3 separate regions of the Mus musculus genome follow, and all the other regions are linked to region 2. Evidence: chromatin contacts called from public promoter capture Hi-C data. All regions are on one chromosome and are shown on one strand. Each heading gives the region's core, a stretch centred on a gene start, on an enhancer-like site or on the middle of the called end of the contact. The rest is flanking DNA. Distances are from core to core; before and after follow the strand shown.

Region 1 (2,700 bases), core at 86-2,585, 3.2 Mb before region 2:
TGCCAAGGTTCCAGGAGGCTAAGTTTCCTTGAAACTCTTTGCCTTGTGACTGCTTCCAGGCTTTTAGGCCTGCCAAGCCAGTCACTACTGGAGTGGACATAGCACTGGATCCCCTGGATCTAGAGTTACAGATAGTTGTGAGCTGCTATGTGGGTGTTGGGAATTGAACCCAGGTACTTGGCAAAAACAAATGCTCTTAGCTGCTGAGCCATCTCTCTAGTCCCCAGTGGGGGGGAGAGGGGGAATTAAACAGTATATATATTTTTAAACAAGTGACATCCTGGCCCTTTCACCTTACACAGTCACAGGCTTTAGCAGACTTGACATTTCTGTCTCAGCTGTGTGAGGACCTTCTGCAGAGATTTAAAGACTGCCATGTCCTGTCGGTGTTAGTGATAAAAGAAAGGCATATATGATGTGAGCAGGTCTTAGCCTAGCACCTCGCTGTCTTATCCAGTCACTAAGGAGCAAGGGATTCTAGGAAAACTTGGGAGAGAGTTCAGAAGGTAGAGAACTGGACGAAGTAAAACCATGAAGACTGAGTATAAATGTGGAAGAGATAGGAAATCCTGCCTGAAGCACAGATAATTGGTGATTTATGAGTCTGTGTAAAATTATATAATAGGAAGTCAGGTGTGGTATTGCACTCCTTTAATTCCCGGCACTAGGGAGGCAGAGGCATAGTTCAAGGCCAGCCTGGTCTACAGAGTGAGTTCCAGGAAAGCCAGGGCTACACAGAGAAGCCCTGTGAAACACAAACAATATAAATAAACACATAAAAATACATATTTAAATGTATTTACTTTTTGTATATTATAAAGCATCAGTTCTTACATTGGTTCAGTACTGTTTTGAAGAATTGCATGACATGTGCATGGCTTTGTTTTTATGACATCCTTATTTATATAAACAATGCAGGATCCAGGAGTTTATGTAACTCACTTGTGTGTTGATGGTTCACCTACCTAATACAAAGCACAGATCAGATCTACCTCTGCCCTGACACTCCTTTCAGCCAAAAAAAGTGCTTTCTTTGGTTTGACAATGTTTTTGTGACTTATTTGTCGTGTGACCTATGTCACCTGTAAATAGAGTAATAGTCCTTAACTCATAGAGATGAAGAAATAACAGACAGAAAGCGCCTTTCCATTCTGCCACACTTTATAGCAGCATCGAACCCAGGAAGAGGAAATAGCCAGCTCCATAGTTTTCTTTTTCTTTTTTCCCTAAGCTTCCAGCAGACCCTTCTCAACGGACTCCTTCAGAGGTTAATAATAAAGGTGCAGGTAGCTCCACCTCCTAACTGGAATTTCTTCCGTTCGTCCTCTTCCGGTTAGCGAAGGAAGGATCACATTTCTCAGGACAAAGGCATTTCACTAATGGTTTAGCTTCCTCATCTTTTCCACCCCAAAGCTGGCGACCCAGTGCGTTCTCTCTGGAAGATGGCAGTCTCTGGGCGCGAGAGGTTCCCCGAAGCTTCACAGACCCAAGAGCCCAGGACTACAACTCCCAGAATCCTTCGCTCCAGCGTGCGCGTGCGTCGTAGTGGCTAAGAGGGGTGGAGAGGAGGTGTCCACCGTCGTGGGTTCCCCGTGCAGGTCTTCTGTTGTCGCGCTCTCTACTCTGGGAGTTTCGGTGCTTTTAGCACCGGTCCAGGGACAGGAGGAACTAGTGCTGGGCCTTCGGCAGCACTAGTCTTGAACAGACAGTCTTGAACAGGCCAGTGCCCCAAGGGTTAGGCTGTCAGTGAGCGCAGGCTGTGCCCGGGTCCAGCTCCTTCCTGGTCCTTCCTTAGGAACAGACCTGGAGAGGCGCGGAGGGGAAGAGTGCGAGGCTTGCGGGACATCTACCAGGCCCAGTCCGAATTTCCAGGAAGCTCCCGAGAAGCTGTCCTCCTGACGTGTGAGGAGACCTGGTCGAACCCAGGCTGGCTATGAAGAGCGACGCCTCGACGTCTGCAGCCCCTTTGAAAGGGCTCGTGGGCCCTCTGCGGAGCAGCGAGCCCGCGCTCGCCCTCCCCGCTGTGTCCCCCGCGGTGCACCTGCTGGAAGAGGCGTCCGACCTGTTGGTGGTGCACCTGGACTTCCATGCCGCACTAGAGACTTGCGAACGAGCCTGGCAGAGCCTGGCGGAGGAGCCCGTGAGTGGCACGTACGTGCTGAGCTATGTTCCGTTCTGGATCCTTTTGGGGAGGAACTCGGGTCTCTGAATATCTGGCATTGTGAGACTGCGCCAACCACACACCTTGCTTTCCCTAAGGGATCCTCTTTGAGAGAGGCTGGTTGCTCATCCTGCACCCGTGAGACTGTACAATGAAGTCAAATCATGCAACAATTTGGAGGGACGCCACAGTCAATTCTTGGCTCACCTTTTCAGTGCAGGACAGGGTAGATGTCTTTTAAGTGTTCAGTCGTGAGGAGGTTCAGTAAGCAGGTAGCAGCCTTCTTTGGGAACACACCTCCTATTTAACCTAGCCTTGGCAGGTTATAGAAAATGGGGGGTAGAGCGGGGTGTCAAGGCAAGAAGCACACTGTTCTGGTCCTGTTGCAGGACTGAGTGAATTATCTTTAGATTGCTCTGTCTAATGCATTGGCCTCCTCTGACAGCTGGAGGGCACCATTTCTCTGTGGAGTAAACCTTCCTAAGAGCTGTGTGAGGCCACGCTAATGGCGGGAGTAGTCAGAATAGTTAACTGAAGAA
Region 2 (2,700 bases), core at 122-2,621:
CACCAACTATTACAGAGAGATGGTCGGATGAACATTAGGATCAGAGGGCCTCAGCCAGAGGCAGGGCCCACTGATGTTGGACAGAGAAACGAAAACTGGAGATAAATAAAGAAAAAAAAAAATCTATCTGTAAATTTGGAAACCAGAAAAATACCCCAAAAAGTAGACGAAAACATTGGCAGGCAATCTCATTTGGTAAAGAGAGTTCAAAGACTGAAGTATGAGTGGACTGATTTAAAAAAAAAAAAAAATCACCACAACCCCCCCCCCCAAAAAAAAAAAAAGACAGAAAAGAAACTTGCTCTGTTTACCTCGTCTTCAGTTCCTACTCCCAAAGGCTTGGAAACCTAAGATAAGAAGGAAAGAGACAATAGCAGGCTACAACCCAACTCTAACTCTACTGCTTAGGTGGCCTGAGGCAAGTCAAGAGCCTTCACAAAGCCTCAGCTTCTTTGTCTATAAAATAGTAGTCCTTGTCTGTGTAAAGCCGCACAAGGCTCACTCCAGTGTTACTGAATGGTGACTGCTATTACTTTAACACAGAGAAAGCAGCTGTCAGGTGGAAGAAATAGGCTCTCCTAGAACACTCACGGTCTCTGCTGCTGAGGCTCCCGGAGGCCAGGGGCCAGGCCTCAGTCCCTCCTGCCGAAGGGCCTTGTCCTGGGTGAAATGGGTGGCCAGCTTCATCAGCGGGTTGGCACCCCCACATTCGCCCTCCACCAGCTCCCGCATTGCCATGGTGACCAGCAGCTTCCCTGATGGACAGAAGATTAGAACTGTGGTCGGGAAGCCAGACTTTCCCAACGCACGCCTCAGGCCCTATCTAGAGCAGATGGGCCCACGACGGCTCCACAAGGGCCAGGCCCCCGGGGCCACCCCCCGAGGTGTGTCTGGAGTCCAAGAGGAGGCTGTGTCCTGCCTTCCCACTCGAAACGCTGCTTTCGGCTCGGGCTTCCCCTCCAGCGGACGGCAGCTCAGACACCACCCGCCAACAGCAGCTCTACAAAAGGGCCTGGACCCCTGGGGAGCACGGGGAGCGCATCATAAACACGGCTAGACCCGAACTCTAACCTGACGAGGGACAGCGGGGACGCCTTCCACCGTACACCGGGACCCACACCCCCGGTCAGGCGCCAGCTGCGGGTCCCGATCCCAGCTCGTGTCACCTGAGCCCCCTCCCCGGCCGCGCCCGTCCCCGCCCAGCGCCCCGCGCCCCCAGCCCCGTCGCCCCAGCCTCGACCCCGTCCCACGAGGCCACCGCAGCGGCGGGGACTTACGGGCCTCGACCCCGCGCCCCCAGGCTCCAATGCTCGCCGTCGCGGGCCGCACCGTCCGACCGGCCGAGGCACCCGGAGTGGGCTGGGGGAAGGGAGGGGGCGGGAGCAAGGGGGCGGGACTCGGCCTTAAAGGGGCCGGGACGGCGGCGCTGCGGCCCAGCTCAACGGAAACGGGTAAAGGGGCGGGGCCTCAAGCTTGCGCAGCGTGATGGGCGGAGCCGAGATCCTTAAAGGAGACAGTCCTGGACAGTTGGATTGGGGAAACCTGCAGTAGTCCCTAGAACGCCAGGATTTATTAGTGGAAAACTCAGAGGACTGGAGCTAGAAGAGGCCTCTCTGGCTTTGGAGAAAAACCAAGGTTTCAGGTTCCACGGTTCAGCTCTCTTTCCTGGTTCTCCTGCACCTCTAAATCGCCCAAACTGAGCCCGGGAGATTTCGGAGGTCAAATCTATGACCTGCTTCGGCCTCCTAGGCCTGACCCCCCTTCCAACAGACGCTCCTTCAGGACAGCGTCACAGCCTCCAAGGAGACAGGGGCCTGCCTCTACCATCTCTGCGTAATGAAGAAAATAGCTCCGGATGATGACAAATTCTGGTGACTAAAATAGGGTCCAACGCATTTTGAGACCTCAATCCTGTAATGGATGGGGAGAGTGCTGTGAGTCACTCCTCTCTCCTCTTTCCTACTGGTCAAGGTCACGATGGCCTGATTCCCTGCAGCTCCAAGTTGGGGAAACGTGGCAAGGAATACCTTTGATCAGGGAATATGAACCTAAGCCTCAGGCTCCACCATCTGCCAGAGAAATGGCTCGGGTGCCAGACCTCAAGGTCACACTGGAAAGCAAACCTTGATAGCTCACCTAGGTCCAAGACCGACGGACTCCTTGACGTCCTGAGAAGGGGAGGGGTTCAGAGTGCTGGTAGGTGGGCTAGGAGGAAACTGGTTCTAGAAAGGCCTGACGTACGTCCCAACCCGGGGTGCGGGAGAAGCAGGTAGTCTGTAGGTGGCGCCCTGGGGCAGGCTTGGTTCTTTGCTGCCCTGATGATTTCAAAGGTAGCCTTCCTCAGGGAACACAGGCAGTGTAAATTCGTCCCTGGGAAAATAGAAATTGCCCTTATAACTGCAGTGGTTGAACAAGGCAGAATATTGTGCAATGTTTCTGTCTTTAGTACACTGTCAGTATCTTTCAGAGGCCCTAACACACACACATACACCCATTCTCCTTGACCACAAATTTCATCCCTGTCCACTGTTTCCAGGCTGCCATTGTAAAGAAAAAAACACCTAGCAACGAATAAACTAAACCACACCAAGGAGGAAAGGATGCCATCTTGGAAGATGAATATGTTAAAACAGGAGAATCTCTGGAGAAAGCAGTGTTTAAGGAAAGCATATGATGGTTTGAATTTCTGGTCATGGGGAA
Region 3 (2,700 bases), core at 118-2,617, 3.2 Mb before region 2:
ACAGGTACGATATATTGATCAAACTATCACATTTTATAACATCCTCTTTTCATCCTCCCCCCCCCCCCCACCAGTTTTTGATGTTCCTGTTTTTGGATACAACCAAACAGATAGAAGAAGAAGAAGAAGGAGAAGAAGAAGAAGAAGAAGAAGAAGAAGAAGAAGAGGAAGAAGCTGGTCACATAATTGATTGATTTGCAAATGTATTGGAGACTTAATGTATTTGTCCATGATATGTGCAGATGCCACATTGTCTACCTCAACCACTGATCAAGAGACTTTGTTTTACCCTGAGGGCCATACCCCACTTTCTATTTCCAAACATGGACATCTTGGTTTATTTTCAACAGCTGTGTATAACTCATGCTTCACACACACACACACACACACACACACACACACACACACACACACACACACACACACACTATAGGCAGGCAGACATATTTGTATATCTTACGTTGAACTACAATAGCAAAACAGAATATAGACTCTTCCAGATTTCATAAAGTCCTGGTAGCTTTCGATTAGGGGTATGTATCTCTCTGTCATCTTTGTCCAGTGCTGGGGGTAGGGAGTGGAGGACCCCTCTCAGAACAAGCGCATGGGGAAACCTCATTCTGACTAGCCCAGCAGCTAACAGATCCCCCTCTCCCTCAACTTATAGCCTCATATACAAGATACATCTGTAAAGAGCTAGCAAGCATTTCATGTATGTACATCCCAGAGCCTCCAAACCCGGCTCGGCTTAGACTGTATTTGTTCCTCGCAGAGCTGTACCTTCATGGCCACCTCGTGTGCTAACTGCAATGGTCTGCTATTTTCCACAAATGGTGGGACTGGTCAGAGGTCCCGTTAGAATGTTGCTTTCAGCACTTAGCCATTTGTCGTCCTGAGTTAGTCATAACCTCTTTGATAAAATAAAAACATTTTATCCTATAGAATTGGGGTTAAACGTAGAGGCACAAAAGAACATTGTGCAGATAAACTTATCTTCAGTGTTTAAGGATAAGCCTGGCAATTAACAGAGATGAAGTAAATGTTATCGCTGTCTCCTTACCCCCTGGGGACAGCCTCAGCAAGGGAGTTATCTGCTGCTGGCTTTCAGAGCAGAAGGTACAGCAACTGGGAGTATTTCCAATCTTAACATTGCAGATGAAAAAAGAGAGCGTATCCAGGAGTTACCGGGCCAGGTCCGGCTTGTCGTGTCCTGGTGTAGGCGACTGGACTGCGGGTTCTGTAGGGGCGCGTACAACCGCTCCGCCCGCCCGCCCGGTGCCTGAGTTTCGCTTTCCTTTGGATCTAGGGGAAAACGAAAGCTTGGCGGTGAGGGGGGCGTGGCCAGGCGTGCAGAAGGCTTGGCCGGCAGTGCCAGGGCGGCTGTGCCTAGGGGACAGCAGACACTCCTGAGCTGAGAGGCTGGGAGGCAGCAAGACTGCTCTGCTCCGCGGTGCCGCGTCCTCTTCTGTAGCCCTTTGCAGATGCTGCTCGGTCTTCGCTCTTTGGCTTGACTCCGTGCTTGAGGCAAGTTTGGGGCTAACTTTGAAAGTGTCCTTTATCCGCCAGAACTTTGCTTATACATCTCCAGATGATTAGGAATTTCCTTGGGTTCTGCAAATAGTGGCGGTCTGTATTCTTGGCATGTATATACTGGGCCAATGGATTTGCTTCCCAAGCATTTATATTATTCAGACTGTAGTCGTGATTTATGTTTAATTTAAAAAAGTAATTACCAAAGTGGCTTGTTAAAAATTCAAACAATGCAGACAGATGTGTAGAGTTGTTTCTCTTAATTTGCAACTCAGTATCATTTTTATGTATACTTTATCAGAAACATTTCTAATGGATATCTTTAACATTGCTCTGTGTCTTGCTTCTTGTTCTGTGCCTTTCTAGACCAGTATTTTAACTGATGCGTTGTATGAGAAGTGCGGATTTAGTTAAATAATTCATGGACATTTAGGTTCGGTCCTGTTTTTCCTGGGATAGACGTTTTATCAACAAATATCATTTTTATGCTCTTGTGCAAATACTCAGTCACACGTTAGGAGAAACTCCTAAAATAGAAACCAGCGGACTGAGAAACCGGAGAGATTTTTGTCCAGTATCATAAGTCAGGGTGCTTTAGACCTGTTCCCTGGCCTGTTTTTCCATCTTCTGTAAAGAAAGCTAAATATACCTTTAAGAAAAAACAACAACAAAAACCAAACAAACAAAAAAACACAACCTCCCCCAACTCCCCTGGAAGTCCAAGTTTGTGGTGTTTCAAAATTACAACTTAACTTCATACTTAATATCTTTAGAATTAACTCAAAAAGTGAGGCAAATATTTCAGAACATTTTTAGAATGTTTCCTGTGAAGTGTCCTTTGTGTGTTTGAATACCGTCACCTCCTTTGTTCATAAGAACTAACTGGGCAGAAAGTGGCGTAGCAGATGAGGTGTATGCTCCCTTCTGACTCACTACGCACTAGCAGAAGACTTTAAAAAGAGAGAGAGCTTTTTGCTTGCTCTCTCTCTCTCTTTTTCTTCTTCTTTTTTCACTCTGGAAAACCGTGCTTCATGGTCTTGGCACTTTTACGCAACATGATGTTTATAAGGAAGAAAATCACGTTGTCTCCCAATTGAGTGTATCATGTGACTGGGCTGTGGCCAGAGCCCCAATGGGCACATGAAAGGTGTATCAGCATCTCCAGGCTGA

The links. Promoter capture Hi-C pulls out the DNA fragments that hold promoters and counts their contacts.
Region 1: a contact with region 2 is called in a promoter capture Hi-C map of pre-B cells, with 6 times the contacts expected there. The contact joins the promoter of Pex26 here to the promoter of Pex5 in region 2. A contact is called at or near these places in 4 of 39 promoter capture datasets (cranial neural crest, hippocampal neurons, liver and 1 more).
Region 3: a contact with region 2 is called in a promoter capture Hi-C map of pre-B cells, with 5 times the contacts expected there. The contact joins the promoter of Usp18 here to the promoter of Pex5 in region 2. A contact is called at or near these places in 3 of 39 promoter capture datasets (cranial neural crest, maxillary cranial neural crest and pre-B cells).

Annotation. Positions count from the first base shown.
Region 1 is chr6:121,182,332-121,185,031 of GRCm38.p6, forward strand. Pex26 (peroxisomal biogenesis factor 26) reads left to right here and starts at 1,336. Exons shown (of 5, transcript NM_028730.6): 1 at 1,336-2,151. The coding sequence starts at 1,934.
Region 2 is chr6:124,413,696-124,416,395 of GRCm38.p6, forward strand. Pex5 (peroxisomal biogenesis factor 5) reads right to left here and starts at 1,372. Exons shown (of 16, transcript NM_001277805.1): 1 at 1,278-1,372; 2 at 592-755; 3 at 312-347; 4 at 1-6. The coding sequence starts at 738. It overlaps D830015G05Rik (a long non-coding RNA gene), which reads left to right and starts at 1,377. Exons shown (of 4, transcript XR_378022.4): 1 at 1,377-2,196.
Region 3 is chr6:121,244,539-121,247,238 of GRCm38.p6, forward strand. It overlaps Usp18 (ubiquitin specific peptidase 18), which reads left to right and starts at 1,368. Exons shown (of 11, transcript NM_011909.2): 1 at 1,368-1,524.